Regions from separate parts of the Cricetulus griseus genome. Here region 2 is linked to region 1. A link is a contact called in public Hi-C data. All regions are on one chromosome and are shown on one strand. Each heading gives the region's core, a stretch centred on a gene start, on an enhancer-like site or on the middle of the called end of the contact. The rest is flanking DNA. Distances are from core to core; before and after follow the strand shown. Region 1 holds the start of Hnrnpa3 (heterogeneous nuclear ribonucleoprotein A3). Region 2 has its middle 41 kb from the start of Hnrnpa3.

Region 1 (6,877 bases), core at 1,723-4,222:
TTTTTGTTTGTTTTTTTTGTTTTGTTTTTTGAGACAGGGTTTCTCTGTGACTTTGGAGGCTGTCCTGGAACTAGCTGTTGTAGACAAGGCTAGTCTCGAACTTCGCCTGCCTCTGTCTCCCAAGTTGCTGGGATTAAAGGTGTGTACCACCACTCAGGAAGACCCAGTCTTTTTTTTTTTTTTTTTTAAAGGATTTATTTATTAGTGTATTTTATGTACATGAGAGCTCTGTCTTCTTGCACACTAGAAGAGAGAGCACTTGATCTCATTTACGGATGGTTGCAAGCCACTATGCGGTTGCTGGGAATTGAACTCGGGACCTCTGGAAGAGCAGACAGTGCTCTTAACCTCTGAGCCACCTCTCTAGCCCAAGATCCAATCTTAAAACACAAAACTTCACTGGATTGTGGTGGCCCATGCCTTTGATCCCAGCACTCCTGAAGGCAGAGGCAGGTGAATCTCTGTGAGTTCAAGGCCAGCCTGGTCTACATAGTGAATTCCAGGACAGCCAGAGTGGTTACACAGAAAAACCCTGCCTCAAAAAAAAAAAAAAAAAAAAAAAAAAAAGTTATACAGTTCAAAAAAATGAGATCAAAAAAATTATTGATAAAACAGGCGTTAGTGACCCAAACCTTTAATCCCAGCACTTGGGAGACAGAGGCAGCCAGATCTCTGTGAGTTAGAGGCTAGCCTGGTCTATAGAGCAAGTTCCAGGATAGGCTCCTGAGCTAAACAAGGAAACATTGTCTCGACAAACAAGCAAACAAAACAAAAACAAAGAACTTTGTCTCCCTAATCCCCCGAAAAAAACTAGCTGAGCATATGTCAGAGAACAGGCCTGTAAACAAGCAAAAATCATCAATGGTTTCTGCTTCCCATTCCTGCCCTGACTTTTCAATGGTGGCCCATGACCTGGAAGTAAAAAATGAATTTACTCTACTAAATTGCTTTTGGTCATGGTATTACAGCAACAGAAGCAAACTAGAAACAGGGTATCTTGTAGCCCATAGTGGCCTCACATTCCCTTTGTATCTGTGGATGTCCTTGAACTTTTTTGAGACAGGGTCTCTTTGTGTAGCTGTCTCTCTTGGAACTAGCTGTGTGGACCAGGCTGGCCTAGAACTCACAGAGATTCTTTTGAATCTGCCTCCTGCTGGGATTAAAGGCTTGTGCCACCACAGCCCTGGGTGCCTGAAACCTTTACTCCCAGCAATCAGGAGGCAGATTCAAAAGACCACCTCTGTGAGTTCCAGGCCAGCTTGGTCTACTTACTGAGTGAGTTCTAGGACTGGCTCCATAGCCACTGGGAAACCCTGACTCGAAAATGCAAGAAAAAAAGTCTCAGCCACCACACCTGGCTGTCCTCAAAGATTCCTTTGGATCTTCCACTTCAATTTCACAAATGCTAGGATTAGGGGCTGTGTCACCCTGCCCAGTTTGAGGAGATGAGGATCCAGGCAAAGGCCTCATGCATTCTAGGCAAGCAAGTTACTACATACCTGAGTCCATTTTTTCTCTCTTCATTTTTCTTTTCTTTTTCTTACGACAGTTTCTTGGTGTAGCCCTAACTGTCCTAGAACTTGCTCTGTACACCAGGTTGGCCTCAAACTCAGAGATCCACCAGTCTCCACCACCTGAATCCATTTCTAGTATCTCACAGGGAAAGACAAAGTTTGTTCTGTTATGCTGAATTTAAATTAAAATAGGCTATTTGTTGCAGGAAAGGGCTTGTCAATTGTGCTGTTCTTTCCCCTAGTAACTTTATTTAAATGGATTTGCAGATTTTGTTGTTGTTGTTGAGACAGGGTGTCACTATACAGCACTGGCTGCCTGGAACTCCACGTAGGTCAGAGTGGGCTCGAGATATGCTATACCACGCCTGTTGTCATGGGTGTTGGGAGATCATCGAATCCTATGTTGACTTTTATTTGAAAATCTAAAAGTCCAAATGATTTCAAATCCCTTTGCCAGGCCGAGAAAGGATTCGATTTCTATTTCATTTATGTGCTTCACAATAAAACTTCAAACAGCTGTCATTTTAAAAAGACACTAGTAAAAGACAGCCTATCTGGCCACCAAACCTTTTTAGATAGTTTGGAGCCAGGCGTTAGTTTGCACACGCCTTTAATCCCAGCACTCCGGAGGCAGAGGCAGGTGGATCTCTGTGAGTTCGAGGCCAGGCTGATCTTCAAAGTGAGTTCCAGGGTAGCCTCCAAACCTCTGAGAAACCCTGTCTCGAACCCCCCCCCCAATAAATAAGTAAATAAAAACAAAGAAAGAAAAAAAGAAACTTTGGAAATGGCTCCATTCTCTAAAATTCTGTGCCCTAAACAAACGATTCCGTTCCTTCCCCCCAGATTGATAAAAATCTTAATTCTTTAACTCTGAGAGTCGCCTATAGAGAGTCTCATCCAGTCAGCCGCATTTTCCCGCCCGTGCGACGTGCGGGACTTAGGAACGTCAGTGCCGCAGGGCTTGCAGCGTGGGCCTCCCAAGGGGACGGCGCCGTCACACTCTGCACACCTCGGGCCCCCAACATTTAGATTCCGCGAGGGAGGCAAAGGGGTCCGCAGGCTTTCTGGCAACCTTAAGTCGCAGGACAGAAAAGCGTGCTCTTCCTTCCGGCACTGCAATAGGGTGAACTGGGAAATGGAGACCCAAAAGCGCGCGGGGAGGGGCGAGAGGCGCCAAAAAGAAAGGGAATAGGCCTTTCTCTGGGCGGACGCGCGGTCACGCGGCTTTCTCCCGACGTGGGCGCTTGCCATTGGTCGAGCTGCCGCTGACGTACCTGACGTTGCCTGGCGCGAACCGCGGCGAGGGCGGCGCTGCGTTGGAAGTTGGTGAGGCGCGCGCGCTCCCGCGGCTCGACCAATCCGGACCCGCCGCTCTCGGCCCGCCAACCCGCCCGTCCAGTCGCGCTCCGCTTAGGCGTGACTCCGCCCCCGAGGGGCGGGCGGCGCGCGGAAAGCGCGTCACGTGATGACTAGCCCCGCCTCTTCCTCTCGGTCCCATATTGAACTCGAGTTGGAAGAGGCGAGTCCGGTCTCAAAATGGAGGTAAAACCGCCGCCCGGTCGCCCCCAGCCTGACTCCGGCCGTCGCCGCCGCCGCCGGGGGGAGGAGGTATTAGGGGGAGAGCGGGGGGTTGCTGGGTAGTTGCCGGCGTGGGGGGGCTTTGGCTCGATGGGAGCGGGGAGGCCGGGGGAAACCGGGACGATCGTCCCGCGCTCTGCGCTGAGAGGGCGGTGGGAGGGGGAGGGGAGCGGGCCTAGCGGCCCCATCGAGGCCCTCGGTCGGCCTGGCCCTCTCGGTCGGCCGCACCAGCAGCCCTCGGAGACGCGGCGCGGCCGGGGAGGTGGTCCGCGGCCGGGCGAGGATCCCGAGGCCTGCGCGGCCTGACTGGCGAGGCCGCGGGCGGCATGGCGGGCCTCCGCGGGAGCGGTTGGGAGGAGGCGGTGGGGGAGGGGAGGAGCACATCCGGGCGAGCGAGCGAGCAGGCGGGCGGCGGCCACATTGACATTGATCCGCTGCCGCGTTACGAAATGGCGCATTGGCCCGCAATGGCCGCCGCCTGGTTACGCCGCCAAGGAGGAGTGCGTGGGATTGGAGGGAGCGGCGAGAGGCGGCCGGGCATTTTGCCGCAGATGGCCTCGAGCCTCGGGGCGCGGTGCTTTCCGCTGGGGTGCTGCCTGCGCGTATCTGGGCCTTCGGGCCTCCTCGGTGACGGCAATCCGCGCAGATCTCCGGCCGGATTTTCTCACCGTTGATTTGGGGATACATTACTGAAATGCTTGCTGCTTTGAGGTGCTTCCTAACCCGCTAGTTTCGCTCAAGTGTTTGGAATGAAAGTGCTTATGGCGTCTGGTGGTTGAAGGATTAACCATTTCAAGGATTTGCGTGTAGATAAGTGCTAATTTGGAGCTTAATATCTTACCGATTTAATTTCTCGTGGATTGGCACCGGTTGTGGTTTCCTGGATTTTGGTTTTAGAGAACTTCGACCACAGTCAAAATTTCACGACTACGAGGATTTTTTTGTGTGTACGGAGATGTTGTTTTTGTGTATTGTCAATTGCGTTCATCCGAGGCTTGAATAAATGGGACTACGTGAATTAAAACTTTGGGCAGTTGATCATTTAACGTGTTTCTAGTATGTGGCAGTATTTAAGTATTGAATGCTTTAATTACTACTTTAGAAGATTGAAGAAGTTTTTAAATGTGATTGTGAGTCTCCTTTAAGGATTTGTGTTGCATTGTTTTAGTGCGTGCATTAAAAGCAATTCATTTGAATGTTAAAACCTTCCAAATGAAAAATTCATACCAGATATTCTAAGTCAATACGGTTTTGTGCTTACTTCCTTGGGCAGATGGTATATGCTATATGTGACAAATTCAAATTATATACTTGTGAATATCGGTGTACTGTTTGAAATCATTTAACTATATGATGTAAATGGGCATCCACCAAGTTAAATTGATTACAGAAAGCTAAGTAGTGCAACTAGGTGTAATGATGTACACCTGTTACCCTAGCACGTGGAAGGCTGAAGTAGGACTGCCTCAAGGCCCAGTCTTGCCTAGCCTGTCCTTGAGAACCTCCCTCAGCAGCTCCCCTCTCAAAGCACTACGGGCCTAATCTTATCGCTGATTTGTATTGTTCTTGTGGGATATGCCTAGGAATGTCTTAGATAACTGATGTGCTGGAAATCTGAATCTCTCTCAATTTGCCACTCCAAACTTTTTAAGTTGCATTTCACAGATTGTGTTTTAAAATACGGGTTTGTTGCTGTTCCAGACTGAGGATAGTGAAAATGGCATGGGTTGAATAATGCTGACTCCTGGGTTCTTTTTTGTTGTGAATGACTTGTTACACACATCTGAAATACACCCCTAACATACACTTGTAGCTTTCAAAAAGTTATTTTTTACTCTGGGATTGTTTTGGGGTTCAGTTTAGTTACATAATGTTTAAAGTGACCCGGGGTACCATTGTAGTGGGGTTTTTTTGTTTTTAAGGCAACAACCCACCCTCTACATACTTAATAATGGCTAGGAACTGGATACATAGTCCAGGCTAGCCTCTGCCTCAAACGCTGAAATTAACTGGTGTGTATTATCATGCCCAGCGTAGAGAGCAGATTTTTAATTGGGAGTATTAATGATAGAAATTTTGAGACTCTTGTAACAATTTGCTTCAAGAAAAAATAAAACTGTATCGATCTTTTTTTCTCAGGGCCATGATCCAAAGGAACCAGAACAGTTGAGGAAGCTGTTTATTGGTGGTCTGAGCTTTGAAACCACAGATGATAGCTTAAGAGAACATTTTGAGAAATGGGGCACACTTACAGACTGTGTGGTGAGTCCTTGGGGTGAGGATTGTCTTAGGAAGGGATGGGGACCTATGAGACTATTTAAATACTTTCATTTGTTTATTTTATAGGTAATGAGAGACCCCCAAACAAAACGTTCCAGGGGCTTTGGTTTTGTGACCTACTCTTGTGTTGAAGAGGTGGATGCTGCAATGTGTGCTCGGCCACACAAGGTTGATGGGCGTGTGGTGGAACCAAAGAGAGCTGTTTCCAGAGAGGTATTTTAATAACATGTTGTATAATGCATGGAACTGTGAGAGTTTGGTTTTTTTGACTTAAAATTATTTTATTTGCAGGATTCTGTAAAGCCTGGCGCCCATTTAACAGTGAAGAAAATTTTTGTTGGTGGTATTAAAGAAGATACAGAAGAATATAACCTGAGAGACTACTTTGAAAAGTATGGCAAGATTGAAACCATAGAAGTTATGGAAGACAGGCAGAGTGGAAAAAAGAGAGGATTTGCTTTTGTAACTTTTGATGATCATGACACCGTTGATAAAATTGTTGGTAAGTAACAGTTGCAACATAAATGATTTTTATTTTCTACTGAATTCACTAACTTACACTTCGTGAAAGGTGTAAAAGGATGTAATTCTAGTTTTCAACTTTCATAATGCTGTAACCCTTAATATAGTTCCTCATGTTGTGTTGACCCCTCCCCAATAACATTTTTGTTTCTACTTCATCACTGTAATTTTGCTGCTGTTTTGCTTATCTGATAATGTGATCCCTGTGGAGGTTGAAACCCATCTAGATTAACTTTTCTTGGCTGGGCGGTGGTTGCCCACGCCGTTAATCCCAACACTTGGGAGGCAGAGGCAGGCAGATCAGGTTGGTCTATAAGGCCTCCAAAGGCCACAGAGAAACCCTGTCTCTGGAAACCCCACTACCCCCAAAAAAACATTTATTCCCCAAATATCCTCTTATTCCCTTCTCAGTCTATCATTTTAATTAATTGCATGGCAACAAGGGTTTCACTTTGGTTTTCCAAACAAAAAAATAACTTTGTGGTTTTTTTTACTTAAACTTACAGTTCAGAAATACCACACTATTAATGGGCATAATTGTGAAGTGAAAAAGGCCCTTTCTAAACAAGAGATGCAGTCTGCTGGATCACAGAGAGGTAAGTAGGATCATATGCACATAAATAATAGACATGAACAGTAGTTGAAAGATTTTGAAGTTTTTACTTCAACATGTGTTACAGGTCGTGGAGGTGGATCTGGCAACTTTATGGGTCGTGGTGGAAACTTTGGAGGTGGTGGAGGTAATTTTGGTCGTGGTGGAAACTTTGGTGGAAGAGGTAAGGTGCTTGTTTTTAGTATAATGCATCATAAATTTAGTAGTCAGTTGAAGGTATCATTTTAATTCAAACTTTGATTTTCCTCAGGAGGCTATGGTGGTGGAGGTGGTGGCAGCAGAGGTAGTTATGGAGGTGGTGATGGTGGATATAATGGATTTGGAGGTGATGGTGAGTATTTAAAGACTGAGTTTTGTCTTTTAATTTCTG
Region 2 (7,005 bases), core at 4,476-6,975, 38 kb before region 1:
AAAAAGAAACTAAGAAACAAAAGAAAAAGAATTCAGGGAATCTGGAGACAATAAGTTCAAATGCAAAACTCTCAAAATATCCCTTGACAAGAAAACAAGGATTTTTCAGGAAATTTTGATATACATGGCATATATGAGGTTAAAGTGTAGAAAATGTACAATGATAGATTCCAGTTGCTTTGTCGATAGGATGTGAACTCAGATAACGCAATGACACATCATAATTTTTATGAAGAACTATAGTTTCACTGCTGACCCTTTAAAGTTCCTGATGATGATGCTGAGAATCTTGTGTGCTGTAGCCACCCCGTTCCCTGGGCCTGGGGAGGAAGAATACTCGGGAATGCATTGGGATGGAGCTAGTTTCTCTGACCTTGGCTGTGGCTTTCACAAGAGGAAAAATAGGAGGCTTTCTTTCCCAAACCCTACCCTAATCCTCCAAATAAAGCGGGCCTTCTTTTGGGTAGTCTTAGATTAAAACACACTCTTCTGGTCACCTGCCCCAGGGACCTGGAGGGAACTGGTTCCGGGAGGCCCCGTTGATGGATATTCTGGTTGATCCTTTGAGTCGGCTCATCTTTGCATGAAACTTGCACAGATGCATGCATCCTCCCAAGGCACTTAAATCCCTCCTTTTTAAATAATTTCTAAAACAGTTGTATTGAATGACAAAAACAAAACAAAACACACCGAAGTGTGGGGAGGGTACTCTCTGCACATTTTCAGTGTTCCAGTCTTTAAATTATTTGCAGTATTTTCCATTTGTAATCGTTTGCATCCATGGATAGAGAGCTGGAAGCTATTGAGTGATGGCTGTAGTTACAACTCAGTCTCTCTGAACTTACAACTCAGTCTGTCAGCCAAACTTGTGTAAATGGTTCCTTCCAGGCCAAGACTAACTTCCTTCCCTGAGTTTTCCTTTTAAGGTATCAATGAAGCATCATCTTCATTTATTTTGTGTAAATGCACTGGGGTGTGTGTGTGTGTGTGTGTGTGTGTGTGTGTGTGTGTGTGTGTGTGTGTGTATGCACATCCACATGCCACAGCTCCGGTGTGAAGATAAGAGGACAAATGGCAAAAGCCAGCTTCCTCATTATACTATGTGGCTGCTCAAGTAATCAGGCTTGGCTACAAGCACCTTCAATCCAATGAGCCATCTCACTGGCCCACAGTCCACCATCTTGTGTGAATGTCCCCATAAGGTTCCAAATGAGTCAGATCAGAGAGTGGTCTATAGGGTGAGCAAATGTTCTTTGGGATCATCCGGTTGCAGTCTCCTTTGTGAAGCCTTTTTCATAATACCTGAGTGACTGTGTGTGTGTGTGTGTGTGTGTGTGTGTGTGTGTGTGTGTGTGTGTGTTGTACTGTATGTGTGTGGGTAGCCCCAGAGCCCAGAAGGGGTTATCAGATGCTCTGCAACTGAAGTTACAGGCAGTTGTTAGCCACCTCATGTAGGTACTGGAAAGCAAAAGCTAGTCTTTTCAAAGAAAAGCAAATGCTCTTGACCCTTCATGCATCTCTCCACTCCCCTATCCACTCACCTACCTCCCCCTCCCACCCACCTTCACCACCACCACCACCACCCCCACACACATGACTTTTTACAAAGGAGAACAATCAGAAACTGAAAATGATGTCTGAAGAAAGGATCCAAAATTCTACATTGCAGACACAATACAGAAGTTGATCCTGCCTGCCAGGTTGGGTTTCCTCCTTGGCTATCACCAGTAGTTTTGCTACATCTTTTCGGGAGATGTGACAGGAAACTCTATTAATCACTGTGTGAAATGCCCCGACCTTCCTACGGTTATCCTTTGTTATTTACTGGCTTTGACCTCCGTATGGACTACATTAGGTGCTACCAACATCAGCAGCAGACCCCACTCCGAAGCCCAGTGCAAGCCTGAGCACCATGCAGTTTAATTCATATTCCACTCAACACAGCCGTTTTATTTCCAGTGGAAATTGCTCATTTAATTGCACTGTAAGTTTTATGGGGTATGCCCCAGGCTGCGTTCTTTATGCTAGGCATTTCAGTATTTATGAGCAGAGCTATACCCAAAACTTCAAACATAAAGTAAAACCAGCAAAATATGCTCTCCTCCGGTTCCATAAATACTTTTCACCGGTTTCATTATTTTTCCCAATGAAATTAAATGAGTGTGTTAACCCTGTAGCACAGGCTATTGCCTGGCACCCCCAGAGCTGCTTTTGTCCTTCAGATTCAGGCTGATGCAGCTCCATTTCCTGCCTAGCTGAGAACAGGGGCCAAGGAGACAGATCAGTGGTTGAGAGCTCCCAATACTCATGCAGGGGACCTGAGTTTGGTTCCTAGCACCCATGTCAGGAAGCTCGAAGCTGCCTGTAACTCTGGCTTCAGGGCGTTCAATGTCTCTGGCCCTCGAGAGCTCAGGAACACACATGTAAAGTAAGGGAAAAAGTAAACACACATTTGGTATTTCATATTTAAAGGAGGGTTCAGAACAGCCAGCAGGGTCATGTGTTCCCTGGCCACAGTAAAACCTCCTCTGCTCATAATAGAAAGAATTTTCCTACAGGAGACTAACCTGGGAAAGGTGCTGGCGTTGGTGTTTTGTGACCAGGATCTGCTGCTTCTAGAGTAAATACACACTCTGGATTACAGAGCCGAGGCCTGAGTGTGCACTAGAGATGGTTTAAAGGAGGTATGTTGGCCTTTTGCAGACGACTCTGCCTGTAGCAAATCAAAATGCATTCCTGGACCACTCATATGCCAGACTCCCCCTTGTTTTGCTTAACCTATGACTGCTTTTTATATGCTACTGTAATCCTGCTAAATAAAGTACATGAAAGCCTGTTTCCAGAGAATTCTGAAGTTTGTGACAAATAGTTGAGAGAAGTATCACCGAAGCCTCATCATGGGAGTTTCCTGAAGGCAAACAGACAGGGGATGAGAAACAGTCACACAACAACCCATCTCTGAAAAGTGTTGCCGGGTCCAGTGGGGGAAGCTCTCCGACTGAGGGATGCAAGGATGTAGTTAGAGCCACTCAGAAAAGTGACAGAGCTCAAGGAGTAATGCTTAGATGAGAGAACAGCTGAATAGAGAGAAATTAAAACTGTGCTCTTCGAAAGAATAGGGAACAGTTCCAAGATTTAGAAGGTGTGAGAGCTGGTTACATAACCACAGGAACAGGGAATGTTGGATGAGTGACAGCTCTCAGTGAGTCAATGGAGTGGGAAGGGGCTGAGAATCCTAACAAATCCTGCCAAGTGGGAGGTGCACACCCAGGGAGAGCCTTGGTTTCTGTCTACTCATCTATGTGGTCATTCCTACATTAATGTGTTAGACCCCCGAAAACTCAAGCATCCAGGGTCCCAGGCCACGTTCGCGGTCACTCCAATCACCAGGCGGATTCGAGAGCTTGCTGCAAACTGCACGAGGCTTTATTGTAATTTAACGAGCTAACCCCATGTTAGCTTGGGTCTTTAATCCACCCGCCAAGGCGGATGGCTAGAAAAGACGGCTCCTAGGGTCTCCCAAAAGATCTTATAGGGCAGCGTAAGGGGAGTGTCTAGGGGTACACACAGGCTCAGGATTGGTGTGTCTCCAGGCTTGGAGGGCTTGCCCTGTGTTGATTGGTCAACTGGTTGTTATGGCCCATAGGCCCTCCCAGGGTGGTTGCTATGTTCTCTACGTCATTGCTGTGCGCTTGTCCGTAAAGCACACCCAGGGTCGTAAAGCATAGCGCCACCAGCTAACTTCTGATTGGTTCCTTGTCACGAGACAGGCATCTGACTTTCTAGTGTCTAGAACAAGGTCATAGAAGCACGTGTTTGGCCGTTATGGCTGCCAAAAGGGAAGCTGGTTCCTTCAAATGGATTCCAAGTTCAAGACTCTCCCGGGCAGAACCTGTATAGGGACGAACTAGGCCCCCTGAATGCAGTGGGTAGCTTGAGCAGTTTGTGTGACCACTGGCAATGGTACCAGGATCTGTCCCTAGTGCATGAGCTGGCTTTTTGGAGCCCATTTCCTATGGAGAGATACCTTGCTCAGTCTGGGAGGGAGGGGAGGCTTGGTCCTGCCTCAATGTGGTGATGGGAAAGACTATGAGACTTCATTGATTCCCCTGGGAATTCCCCTCAAAGAGGGTATGGCCACAGAGAAACCCTGTCTTGAAAAAAAAAAACAAAAAAAAACAAAGAAAGTGAGAGTGTAAAGCCAGGTGCAGGAGCTGACAGGAAGCTACAGCACAGGGAGTACCAGGTCAGCCAGGGTGACACTGCAAAACCCCTCCCCCCCCCAGGAAGACAATGATAATTCATTCACGAAGCAACCTGTGGAGCTAGGAGCACAGAGCTGAGCTCTGCATCCCGGGAAATAAAGTCTCAGGTTATTGTAGACATATGACAGAGAGGAGTCTGAGTCGTGAGTGAAAGGAAGTAATTGATGATCTGTATTAGAAACCAGACTTCAAGGCTCCTCAGAGAATGGTGACGTTGGCGTGTTCTGAAGGTGGGGTTTGGGCCTTGTCATCAATGGTCACCCATCAGACACTTTCACAAACTAAAGGGAAGGCTCAGTGATTTCAGTGAGTTGAGCCTACCTCCAAACTCCGGACTAATCCATGTGGTACCCCATCAGCTCCCGACCCAGAGGACAGACGTGCTATCTGTAGTGAAGCTAACAGCAGCCTGCCACTTAACTCAGCAGTTTCCAAACTTGGCAATAAAAACAAATAAGCTGAAGGGCTTCTCCGGATTCTCTCTGGTTTTATTAGTGATAATGTAACCTTCAACAAGGTTTGAAAGAGCACTCTGTATGTGTCCTGTGTATCTACTCATCTGACCACTGCTTAAAAACAAGTCAAAAGTCAAATTTCTATTTTCTACTATCACCTGTCATTAACAGTCCAGGGAATATGAGATGCAAGTACAGCCGCTGTGTAGCATAGGTGGGGGGTGCGGGTGGGGAGGCTGCATTTAGATGAGTTTGGCTGATCGTTTGTTGTTTGTTGTTTGTTGCAAAAATCAGAATCTTTAATCCCAGCACTTGAGAGGCAGAGGCAGGGGTAAATATCTGTGAGTTCGAGGCCAGCCTCGTCTCCGGAGCGAGTGCCAGGATAGGCTCCAAAGCTACACAGAGAAACCCTGTCTCGAAAAACCAAAAAACAAAAACAAAAAACAAAAAACACCTCTGGTTGTCTTCATTTAAATTATAATTTTACATATTTCCTGACATTCACCTCCCATATATTATCTAAAGATGTTATTAACAATAAAGAATTGTTTCAAGAAAGAAAGAAAGACAGCCTGACCCACACATTACTCATGATCCCGGGGATACGAAGGAAAAAAGGCAATTTTTGCAGCCAATTTAAGCCTCCAAATAAATATCACACAGAAGAGCCGGGGCAGGAAAGGCCACTGGATGGCTCTGTCCTCCACTCGCTGTTTTTTTGGCCTCGGCTTCCTTTCCTGCTTCCCCTCTTTGTGCACATGGAAGAAAACCTCATTGCTGCTAGGGTTGAAGCATGCCTGGACAGATTCCTCAAACTGGTGAGGCAGGATTGGCAGGATTTGCCAAGGCCCCAATGGGGCCCCTGGCAGGGACCCAAAATGGGTCTGCTACTTAAACTCAAACACATCCAGACAAGTTTAGCAAATGGTGTGGGAGGCAGTGAGGGTAGTGGGTGGAAGCGAGGATGCTTGAATTGTGTCGGCGAAGAGAGAGAGCCTTAATCATGGAGTTCATCGCGTGACAAGAGGACTGACTCATTTCCTCCTTTGAAAATCATTCACAGGGCTATTTTTTACTCTGAGAAAATCGGGACAGGAGGTCAGAATCTGTGTACCCAATGGCATCATCTCGGTTACAGTCCCAGACGGGGTTTGGTATCAAGTCAAAAACACAAGCCTGCACTATGCCTTTGTACACATGAGACGAAAGTGTCCTATAGAGGAACGTGGCCACTCAGAACCATACACAGGCTGTTACAGATCACTCAGTACCCCATGTCCCACCCTCTCAGTTTCTTGTTATTCCATTAAAACAAACAAACAACAGCAACAAAAAGAGTAATTGGTAAAGGATATGGGTTTGGGTTTGTTTACAGTGTGGCCAAATCAAAGAGACAAAGCTCTTCACTTCATTTCTGTCCCCCAAGCCTATGGCAGCCTTACTATTTTTAACACGCCATGAGACAAAAGTCAGAAGATGTATAGATTTAGCCATGAGCTGATTTGACAGAACAGTTCTTTTCTGGATGGGAGGTGACTGGGCCTCTGGTTGCCTTTGCTGTCTTTGTTCTTTGTTATAGAGACTTTTTTATTTTTAATTCAATCCAGGTCTGAAGAAAATGGGGTCAAATTTCATTTTAAAGCCAGACTTTTGAAAAGGAGGGTTTCAAAGGTTTTGGAGGGATCATGGATATAAAATTCCCATTCGTTTCAGGCCCAGCTGAGTTCTTCATCCTGTCCATAGGTCCATTTGGGAGGATCCCTGGTAGGGCAGAGCCTTCTGTGCCTCTTTGAGGTCAGCTTCAACTGCACCTCCTGCTTGCCTGCTAAACCTTAATTTTGTGAGTAAAGAGAGGTCTGACAGCCTATCTTTACAATTTTTTTTTTTTTTTTTTTTTTTTAGAAAGGACCTCACTATGTGGTCCTGGCTGGCCTGGAACTCACTTTGTGGACCAGGTTGGCCATGAGCTCACAGAGATCCACCTGCCTCTGCCTCCTGAGCCCTGGGATTAAAGGCATATACCACCACACCCATCTTAACTTTACAAATTTTTTTTTCCAAGACACAGTTTCTCTGTGTAGCTCTGTAGACCAGGCTGGCCTCGAACTCACAAAGATCTGCCTGTCTCTGCCTCTGAGTGCTGGGATCAAAGGTGTACGCCACCACCACCATCTGTCTTTACAGTTTTAATATCTCCTGTCATACCCAGCTCCAGCTGGTTCCTTCTCAAGATGGAATGGCCATCGCACAGTCACTCCTGGAGGCCCTGCTTAGGATACTGCCTG

What was found. Hi-C and Micro-C count contacts between places; a contact is called where the count stands out from the background.
Region 2: a contact with region 1 is called in a Hi-C map of fibroblasts, with 3 times the contacts expected there. The contact joins the enhancer-like site here to the promoter of Hnrnpa3 in region 1. A contact is called at or near these places in 4 of 8 Hi-C or Micro-C datasets (the CHK-Q cell line, the CHO-K1 cell line and fibroblasts).

The regions. Positions count from the first base shown.
Region 1 is chr6:99,408,805-99,415,681 of CriGri-PICRH-1.0, reverse strand. Hnrnpa3 (heterogeneous nuclear ribonucleoprotein A3) reads left to right here and starts at 2,972. Exons shown (of 11, transcript XM_027420139.2): 1 at 2,972-3,122; 2 at 5,232-5,354; 3 at 5,439-5,585; 4 at 5,664-5,874; 5 at 6,401-6,490; 6 at 6,575-6,670; 7 at 6,758-6,838. The coding sequence starts at 3,051.
Region 2 is chr6:99,449,776-99,456,780 of CriGri-PICRH-1.0, reverse strand. No RefSeq gene overlaps it. Among named protein-coding and RNA genes, the nearest start is that of Hnrnpa3, 41 kb to the right of the region's middle. Within about 2 kb of position 5,725, at least 3 of the 6 cell types and tissues checked have open chromatin away from gene starts, as enhancers often do. A contact at or near this core is called in the CHO-K1 cell line and fibroblasts, where this site is marked.